Regions from separate parts of the Hordeum vulgare genome. Here region 2 is linked to region 1. A link is a contact called in public Hi-C data. All regions are on one chromosome and are shown on one strand. The core of a region is the stretch at or near the end of the contact, and the rest is flanking DNA. Distances in the headings are between cores, read along the strand shown.

The links. Hi-C and Micro-C count contacts between places; a contact is called where the count stands out from the background.
Region 2: a contact with region 1 is called in a Hi-C map of seedling, with 4 times the contacts expected there. The contact joins the promoter of LOC123403434 here to the promoter of LOC123404342 in region 1. A contact is called at or near these places in 4 of 6 Hi-C or Micro-C datasets (leaf and seedling) and 1 of 1 datasets of contacts at active chromatin or transcription factors (embryo).

What each region holds. Positions count from the first base shown.
Region 1 is chr6H:113,338,730-113,343,202 of MorexV3_pseudomolecules_assembly, reverse strand. LOC123404342 (WRKY transcription factor WRKY71-like) reads left to right here and starts at 2,179. Exons shown (of 2, transcript XM_045098264.1): 1 at 2,179-2,655; 2 at 2,765-4,006. The coding sequence starts at 2,479. The coding sequence ends at 3,649.
Region 2 is chr6H:113,861,151-113,865,670 of MorexV3_pseudomolecules_assembly, reverse strand. LOC123403434 (probable thiamine biosynthetic bifunctional enzyme, chloroplastic) reads right to left here and starts at 2,775. Exons shown (of 9, transcript XM_045097370.1): 1 at 2,444-2,775; 2 at 2,263-2,337. The coding sequence starts at 2,722.

The sequences.
Region 1 (4,473 bases), core at 930-3,429:
AAATGTAGCTTTCTGTAATGGAATTTCATTTATATCATGTTAGTCACTTAGATGCAAGACATGAACATGTTAAAGATGACTAACATGGAAAGCATAGACATGACGTGAACATACACATTATGTAGTGCAAAACTCATGTAGGATTCAAATACATAAGAGTTATAGGTCAATGGTTATCATCATGCCAAATTTAAGTCTTAACAAACATGGTTAGTTATATTATGATGTATTTTTATAACATATTTTTCATTAAAAAATTATCCTAATATAGCTGAAAATGTCACCATTGCGTAGAACACAAAAAATTACACAATATTCATATAAGAGACATTTTCATCGGATGTACGGATTAAAAGTTACATTAGTTTTAATATAAGATAGTGTGACTCTTTTCAGTCACGTGCCACACAATGTAGTATGGCTCCTTTCTCTTAGGCGCCACACAACCAGGAGTGTGGCCCCGGATGTCACGTTGGCCAGAAGTGTAACGCTCATATGCTAGGCGTTACATAGTGTAGTGTGACGCCCGACTGTCGGGCGTCACACAAAAGGGTCGGCTGAGTGAATTTATTTTGAACGTAGTCCAGTTTGTAAATTTGTTTCGTCTACGGGTCAATTTTGTTGATTTTGCCTCAAATTTAGGCCTAAAATGAATCATAAACGGATAAAAAACGGACACGCATCCGTTTAGATCACTGCGCTGGATCGTATTTTGTGTCCGCGGCAACCTAAACGAACACGCGAGCATGAAATGGGTTGACCGGTTAAAGTTGCTCTAAGTTTTGCCCATGTGGTGAGAGAGAAGGAGCGAGTTTGTTGTGGGTAACAACGAGGTCCAGGTCCTACGTGTAATTGCCATTTTTCTCTGTTCTTGCCAACACCAAAGTCTAGCAGTGACTTGCCAACGGTTCACTACCCGTTCTGTCCTGAATTTCCTCCATTAATTCTTGTCAATGCCAGGTCTCTGTAACTACATCTCAGGAAGGAAAAAAGTCTATGTAACAACCAGTACCGAACTGCCAGCTCCATCTTTGAATACGCCCTCCCGGACCCGGGCCATGAAGGAGAAAACGGCCAGCCACGTACCGTAGGCCAGTAGGCGTAGATCAGATCAAATGATCAATGATAGCAGTACATCAGGAAATTCCTTGCTAAAAACTGCTATTAGAAGCGAAGCGAACGTCGACGTCGGTCAAGAAAAGGGGCACCGGCGATAGATTAATCCGCATCATCCGTCGTAAACAACGTTTCATCCGGGCGTGACATTGACTCGTGTGGCGTCTTCTTTTCCGAAAGGCAGGCATGTTGGGTCAGATTTTGGGCGCCCGTCCAGGATAACGGCGGTACCACTGCTACAGAATAGCTCGCCGGGGTTGATCTGATTAGAGTACTCCAGCCAGGAAAACTCGTAAAATGAAAAAGAATTAGTTAACCAACCTATCTTAGCCAGCCAAACCCTAGCCTGTACTACTAATAAGATGCTGCTTCCACGTAGGAGCACACCTCCGACAAGAAGGGATAATTAGGGAAGCGTTGCCGTCGAACGTGACGGGGAGGAATCGATTCCAGTCTACTCGAGCTCAACTAAGCAGAGTAGAATACAAATGGTTAGCCAGCCAAAGTTTTCCTAACAAAGTGTCTAACAAAGTTTTTCCTTGCAAGGCACCAAAAGAAAGAAAGAAAATGCTAGAGTCAACAAGTCTTTCCTGTCCCCCTCTTTCCACTTTCTCGCCTCTCTCATTTCCCGCAGGGGGCAAAGCCTAGTCGCAATCAACTAATAACCACCGAACGAGATTTTTTTTTTAGGAACCAAAAGAGAAATCATTCTTCTCCTTTCTCCTCCCCGTGCACCTCGCGAGCATGTGTGGTGCACTTCCTTGACCCGATCATCAGCACCACCACCACACTCCCCGAACCGAAGACAGAGCCAGCCGACATCCACCGCTCCCGGCCCCCCACCCACCCGTTGAAAAGATCCCCGCGCAGATTGCCAGCACCAAAAGAAAACGTCGCTGTGAGGTCAGTCGTCACCGCCCGCGCCCACCCGCGCGCGTGCACGCACCCTCCGGTCTCCTTCCGCTGCCTCCGCATGCTCCAATTCCACCACGCCCGTCCCCGTTTTCCTTTGTTTATTCCGCTTCCTTCTCATCCGAGCCCTGCGTGACCAAGAAGAGGACAAGCGTGTGAGTTGTGATGTGATGTGAGCGGCCGAGTTCCTACGACCTGACCTTCCTTCCTTTCCTTCCTAGTAGTAGTAGCTGGCGACTTGGCTAGACCGCTAGTCCTGTGCTCCGCTATATAACGCCACTCCTCCACGCCATTCTCCTCTCACTCGGAACTCGGAAATAGTTCTCCATCCCAAGCTTCTCTCCCCCTCTTTCTCTTCTCTCTCTCCTCTCCTCTCTCGCGCGCGTTGCCTCGAACCGGAAGGAAGTGAACATCGTACGTCCGTTCCAGCGCGTGGTGTTTGAGGGACCAATGGATCCATGGATGGGCAGCCAGCCATCCCTGAGCCTCGACCTGCACGTCGGCCTACCGCCGATGGGGCACCCGCACCACCACCAGAGCCAATACCAGGCGCCGCCGATGATCGCGCTGGCCAAGCCCAAGATCCTCGTGGAGGAGAACTTCATGCCGCTCAAGAAGGACCCTGAGGTAGGCACCACGTCCATACAGAGACGCCATGGTTTTGGCTCTGCCGTAGCTGCTTGCCTGGGTTTATACATGAGCTGCAACTGAATGTTCGTGTCTTTCTTTTGTATAGGTTGCGGTTCTTGAGTCGGAGCTACAGCGGGTGAGCGAGGAGAACCGGCGGCTGGGCGAGATGCTCAGGGAGGTGGCCTCCAAGTACGAGGCCCTGCAGGGCCAGTTCACCGACATGGTCACGGCCGGCGGCAACAACAACCACTACCACAACCAGCCGTCCTCCGCGTCGGAGGGCGGGTCGGTGTCGCCGTCGAGGAAGCGCAAGAGCGAGGAGAGCCTCGGCACGCCGCCACCGTCGCATACTCAGCAGCAGCACTATGCCGCCGGCCTCGCGTACGCGGTGGCGCCGGACCAGGCGGAGTGCACGTCCGGCGAGCCGTGCAAGCGCATCCGGGAGGAGTGCAAGCCCGTCATCTCCAAGCGCTACGTCCACGCCGACCCCTCCGACCTCAGCCTGGTGGTGAAGGACGGGTACCAATGGCGCAAGTACGGGCAGAAGGTGACCAAGGACAACCCATGCCCCAGAGCCTACTTCCGGTGCTCCTTCGCCCCCGGCTGCCCCGTCAAGAAGAAGGTGCAGAGGAGCGCCGAGGACAAGACCATACTCGTGGCGACGTACGAGGGCGAGCACAACCACACCCAGCCCCCGCCGTCGCAGCCGCAGCAGCAGAACGACGGCTCCGGCGCCGGCAAGAACGCCGGGAACGGGAAGCCGCCCCAGGCGCCGGCCACGCCTCACCACCCGCAGCAGCAGCACAAGCAGGAAGCGGCAGCGGTCGTCGTCAGCGGCGAATCGGCCGCGGCGGCGTCCGAGCTGATCCGGCGCAACCTGGCGGAGCAGATGGCCATGACGCTGACGAGGGACCCCAGCTTCAAGGCGGCGCTGGTCACCGCGCTCTCCGGCCGGATCCTCGAGCTCTCGCCGACCAGGGACATCAATTAATCCCCACAGGAGCAAGCCACATTTCAGAAACACTGCCCGGCTCAATTTTTCTTGCGGTGTCGATTACTCCGTTCGGCATTGCTTGCTGCCTGCCTCCGCCGCCTCCGTCAAAGCCTCGCAGACAAAGCATCAAGAACCGGACGCCTGACCAGCGAAGAAGACGCGATCGGTTTCCGGCGAGCGAAGATCGGAGTTACCGCTCGTGTACATAGACCGCGAACACGACGGCGGCGAGGGAGGTTGTAACATGTAATGTACTCCAGTAGCTAGGATAATGCAGTCATTCAAATGTTCCGTTCCATAATTTCCATGGAACTCGATTCGATTCAATGAGAAAGTCAATCAAGTCACGGTATACATTCTCAGCTCAATCGCTCAAAATTCTGTCAAATCCATCCTCTGAAGTCTGAACCAAAGTATGGGAGGTCAAGGGCTGCTAGAGAAGAAAACGAGTTTGGCGATCCTATCCAGAAAGGGTCCACGCAGGCAGTGGCCGTAGTAGACTCTGCTGGACCCAGCTCGCCGCCAGAATACGCTGGGAAGAGGCCGGAGAATACCCGAACGACCCGGGGACCGGGCCCACATAGGTCGGCTCGGCCGTGTTCCACGTGCGACGGAGTGAGTAGAGGTGGTTGCTACGGTCGCCGCGGGAGGCAGGGAAGCTGGGTGGAAACGGGAGCCCGGACGGCGGCCGGGCGGGGCCCGCTAATGGCTGGCTGGAGTGATCTTGTCAGAACACGTGCGGTCGACGTCCCGCTTCGACGAAGCTGCGGGAGGATCGTTGCGACCACGTAGTACTACCTCTCCTTCTCTTTTATATTTTT
Region 2 (4,520 bases), core at 1,526-4,025, 520 kb before region 1:
GATTGACGCACTAGGATGAAGTTCTCGTGAAGACTTCGCCCGGGGATGAACGCGTTCTGGACGTTGCTGACAAGGTTGTTGAGCTTGGGAGCTAGGCGGAGAGAAAGCAGCTTGGCGACAATGTGAATTAGGCTTATGGGCCTATAATCTCCCAGGCCATTGGCATCGGCGCGCTTGGGGAGGAGCGTAATTAGCGCCTGGTTAAGGCAGCTAAACCCTCGTCCACGCAGCGCGTAAACCTGGTCGAAGACGCATCGGAGGTCGTGCTTGATGACCGGCCAGCAAGAGCGGAGGAACTCCGCGGTGAAGCTGTCGAGGCTGGGCGCCTTGCGAGACGGCAAGCTTTTGATGGCTTGCCAAATCTCATCTTCGCTGAATGGCGCGTCGAGGTCTTCCAGGTTTGAGGGCTCAATGAATTGCGACGGGTCAACGGTGCAGTCACGCTGCACGTCCATCCCAATCCGGCTGTCAAAGTGCTCGAAAGTGGCCGCGGCCATGTCGCTAGGATCAGTGAGTACGGCGCCGTCGACAGAGATGCCATGGATCCAGTTCTTCTGCTTGTGGTATGTGCACTGGAGATGGTACAACATAGTGTTCATGTCGCCGTCTTTGAGAGAAGCAATGCGTGCGCGCTGCCGGGCGATCGTCCGCTCAAGAGAAGCAAGGACAAGGTAGGAGAGCTTGAGTTGACGACGCAACCAGTCCTCATGCGGTGATAGGGCCCGTTGTTCTTACGTGGCGTCGAAGCGGAGCAGCAGCTCACGAGAGAACGCAAGCTGGTCTCGCACGTTGCCAACGGAACGCGCGCTCCAGCTGGTGAGCTTCCGCGATGTGGCCTGCATGCGCCGCATGAACCGCCGGAACGGGTCGGCGTCGTCCACCGAATGCCACGAGGCCGCCATGATCTCCGGGAAACCGCCGAGACGAGTCCAGTACTCCTCGAAGTGGAATCGTCGGTGCGTTGATGGGAGACGCGAACAGTCGAGCAAGAGGGGGGAGTGATCCGAGACGACCGAGGCCAGGCAACGCAGATGGCATTCGTCGTGCAGCTCATCCCAGTCCGTGGAGCACAGCACTCGATCGAGATGGACCAAGGTGGGCGGGCTCTGCTCGTTGGACCATGTATAGCGCCGGCCGCTGAGGTAAATCTCCTTGAGCGCGAGGTCGTTGAGGACGCGTCGGAACCGCCCCATCATTCTCCGATTGAGATTGCCGTTGTTCTTGTCTTCGTCACAGTAGATCATATTGAAGTCCCCGCAGATGAGCCATGGGCCGAGGCAAGCGTCGCGGACGTCGCGGATCTCCTGCAGAAAAGCGATCTTGGCGTTGTTGTCCTGGGGGCCATAGACGATAGAGAGCCACCACGGCACGCTCGTGCTACCAGGTGCCATAACCCGGGCAGAGATGGTGTTGGTGGTGAACATCGGGTCCGTGATCGTCACGTCCCGGCTCTTCCAAGCCAGCAGGATCCCGCCACGGGTGCCGTTCGCTGGGAGATAAACATATTCATCAAACTCAGATCCCAACGTCTCAAGGACAGTCGACGAGTAGGCGAATTCCATTTTAGTCTCTTGGAAGCAAGCGATCGAAGCGCTGGAAGTTACAACGAGCGAGCGAACTGCCGTACGTCCGGCACGGGCGTTGAGGCCGCGAACATTCCAATTGATGATTTTGAGGCCGTGATCCATTAGGCAGAGGTCGACGAATGGGCACGCGTCGGCGTGGCTAGGCCTCGATCGGGCTGCCCGAGATCACCGTGGTGGCAGGCGCCGTGGACGGGTCGGTTAATACACAATCAGCAAGAGTAACAACACCGTGTCAGCGGAAAGTCAAGTACTCCCTCCGTACACTAATATAAGAGTGTTTAGTTCACTAAAATATACTGTATTAGTTTACAGAGGGAGTACAACATAACTTTTTTCTGCGGGTGAAAGTACAACATAGCTTACAGGAATGCAATAGCACAAATTTCTAATTCTGCCTTCTGAGGCTAAACCATACTAACAAGTCAATGAACTGTCGGTGATACACTAATCATGCCAAATGAGAATAGATGTAGACAGTCCAATGTTGCAGTTTCTAGCGGAGTAAAAAAAATAACAAATGCAAACAGACATGCCCGGCTTAATGATTCACAGCGACAGCGGCAGTAGAGCAGCGAACAAACTGAGCACTAAAAAGATCTTCCAATAGCTAGCACTATCCGAGATACCTAAACTGAATTATGGCATCACAACCAGAAGAGGAATAGATATGGCTCACCACGTCCACCGACATATCCGAAAGAACCGATTTGAGCTGCTCCCGGATTAATTCCTCCGGCACAAGATGAACCCCCTGCATCACCACCACCACCCAATTTACTTCCTTCTCCTGACCAGACTGATGCCGCCGGGGACAGCAAGTGAAAAAGGAACCAAGGAGTGTCGGGCAGCCTACGCACCTGGACGCCGGCAGTGTTCTGGGCGGTGACGGCAGTGATGACGGAGGAGCAGTATGCCCCCAGGGCGGCGCAGGCCTTAACGTCGGCCTGGATGCCGGCGCCGGCGCTGGAGTCGGAGCCCGCCACCGTGAGCACATGCGGCCACGGCATCTCGCGCGCCGCGGCGAGCCTCCACGGGCGGGTTCGTGGGGAAAGGTGCGGAAGCCGTGGGGATGAGAAGGAAGAGATAGAAGAGTGCGGGTGCAGGCGGAGGAATGGCGGCGGTGGTGCGGACGACATGCCGAAGTGCGCTGGAGGAGAGAAGATTTGCCAGGTCTTCCACCAAACAGTCTGTTTTTTTTAACACATACGCAAGCGAAAATGCCTTTTGGAGCGGACAGCCGTTTTTGAAAAACCCAAATTCATTAAAATTCACATTTTTACATTTCTAAAAAATCTAAAAATATATGGATATACATGAAGGCATAACACACATGTATGTAAATTTTTAGAACAAAATACGTCGAAACGAGGTTTATGCAAAACGTCGAAACGAGGGATCCATCGCTATACTCTGAGGGTGTGTTTGGTTGAAGAACGAGGTGGAACGTAATGGAATGATTCCATGACATTCCATGACATTCCATACCACCAGGTTACGTTCCTATGTTTGGTTGAAAGAATAGATGGAACGGGCCTGCCGTCGCCGCCGCACCTGCTCGGTCCGTCGTCGCCGCCACACCTGCTCCTCGAGCCGCCGCCGCACCTGCTCGGGCCGCCGCGCACCTGCTCTCGAGTCGCCGCCGCACCTACTCGGGCCGCCGCGCACCTGCTCTCGAGCCGCCGCAGAGGAAGAGGGAGAGGGCGGCATCGGAGAGGGAGAGGGAGAGGGCGACGCCGGAGAGGTGGCGCCAGAGAGGGAGAGGGAGAGGATGGTGCCAGAGAGGGAGAGGGAGCCGCACCTGCTCGGGCCGTCGCGCACCTGCTCCTCGAGCCGCCGCAAAGGGGGAGGGAGAGGGCGGCGCTGGAGAGGGAGAGGGAGAGGGCAGCGCCGGAGAGGGAGAGGGCGGTGCCGGAGAGGAAGAGGGAGAGGGCGGCGCCTGAGAGGGAGAGGGAGAGCCATGGAGAGGGAGAGGGAGAGCGACGGTTCCGCGTGGTTCCTCCGATTTGGAGGTACCAGCGCATTCGGGATCTTGGGGGAATATGCCGTTCCGGAGAATCAGTTGGTTCCGGTTCCTCTACCCAACTAAACACGAGAACGACCCTCGGGAACGGAATGGACCCGTTACATTGCACTTGATGAGAGTAACCAAACACACCCTGAATGACAACAATGCGCTTCCTTCCCTTTCTCCCTCCACGCACAGGTCCCCGTTGTGGACCACGACGTCGTCGCAGTTCCGACCGCCGCGCATAACTGTGTTGTCGCAGCTCCCTCGCCCATCCTGCACCATTGGTCGCCACCACAACCCTCCCCTCCCCTCCTCCACAGATCTTCCTATTGCCTGCCCTTTCTCTCTCGAATTACCAACGCTCGGGGGTTCGATCCCTAATTCCAGATGGCCATTCCTCATCGGAGTTGAATACAACAACATGTGGCAGGCAACCAACGGCATGCCGGAAAAGCCCGAACAAAGGTTTCCCTGTGCTACAACCATAGCGACTAAGGGAGCTACAACCGCGACACCGAGACAACTGCCAACGGCGGTGCCCATTCTACAACCATGGACGCAAAAAGCTATATCTAGTAGATAAAAAAGCTTCAATTAGACTTCAGAGTGTTGGAATTTTGTACAATTATTTGGGCCAGCCCAATATATAATTCCTATCAAATCCTAGAGGCCCATGCAATCCATTTGTGCAAGGCAAGAGGTGGAAATGTTTAGTCCCACATTGCTAGTTTAGAGGGAGTTGGACCTCCTTATAAGGGAGGATGTTTCCACACATGTATGAGCTTGAGAACAAGAGAGACATACACGTGCGCTCCTCCTCCTCCGCCGCCCGCCTCGCCTCGTCGCGCCACGGGTTGCGGGAATGAGCCGAGTTAAATTTTTGCCACGCACGACTGATATATGAAAGTCCACTCAGCTGAACGTTT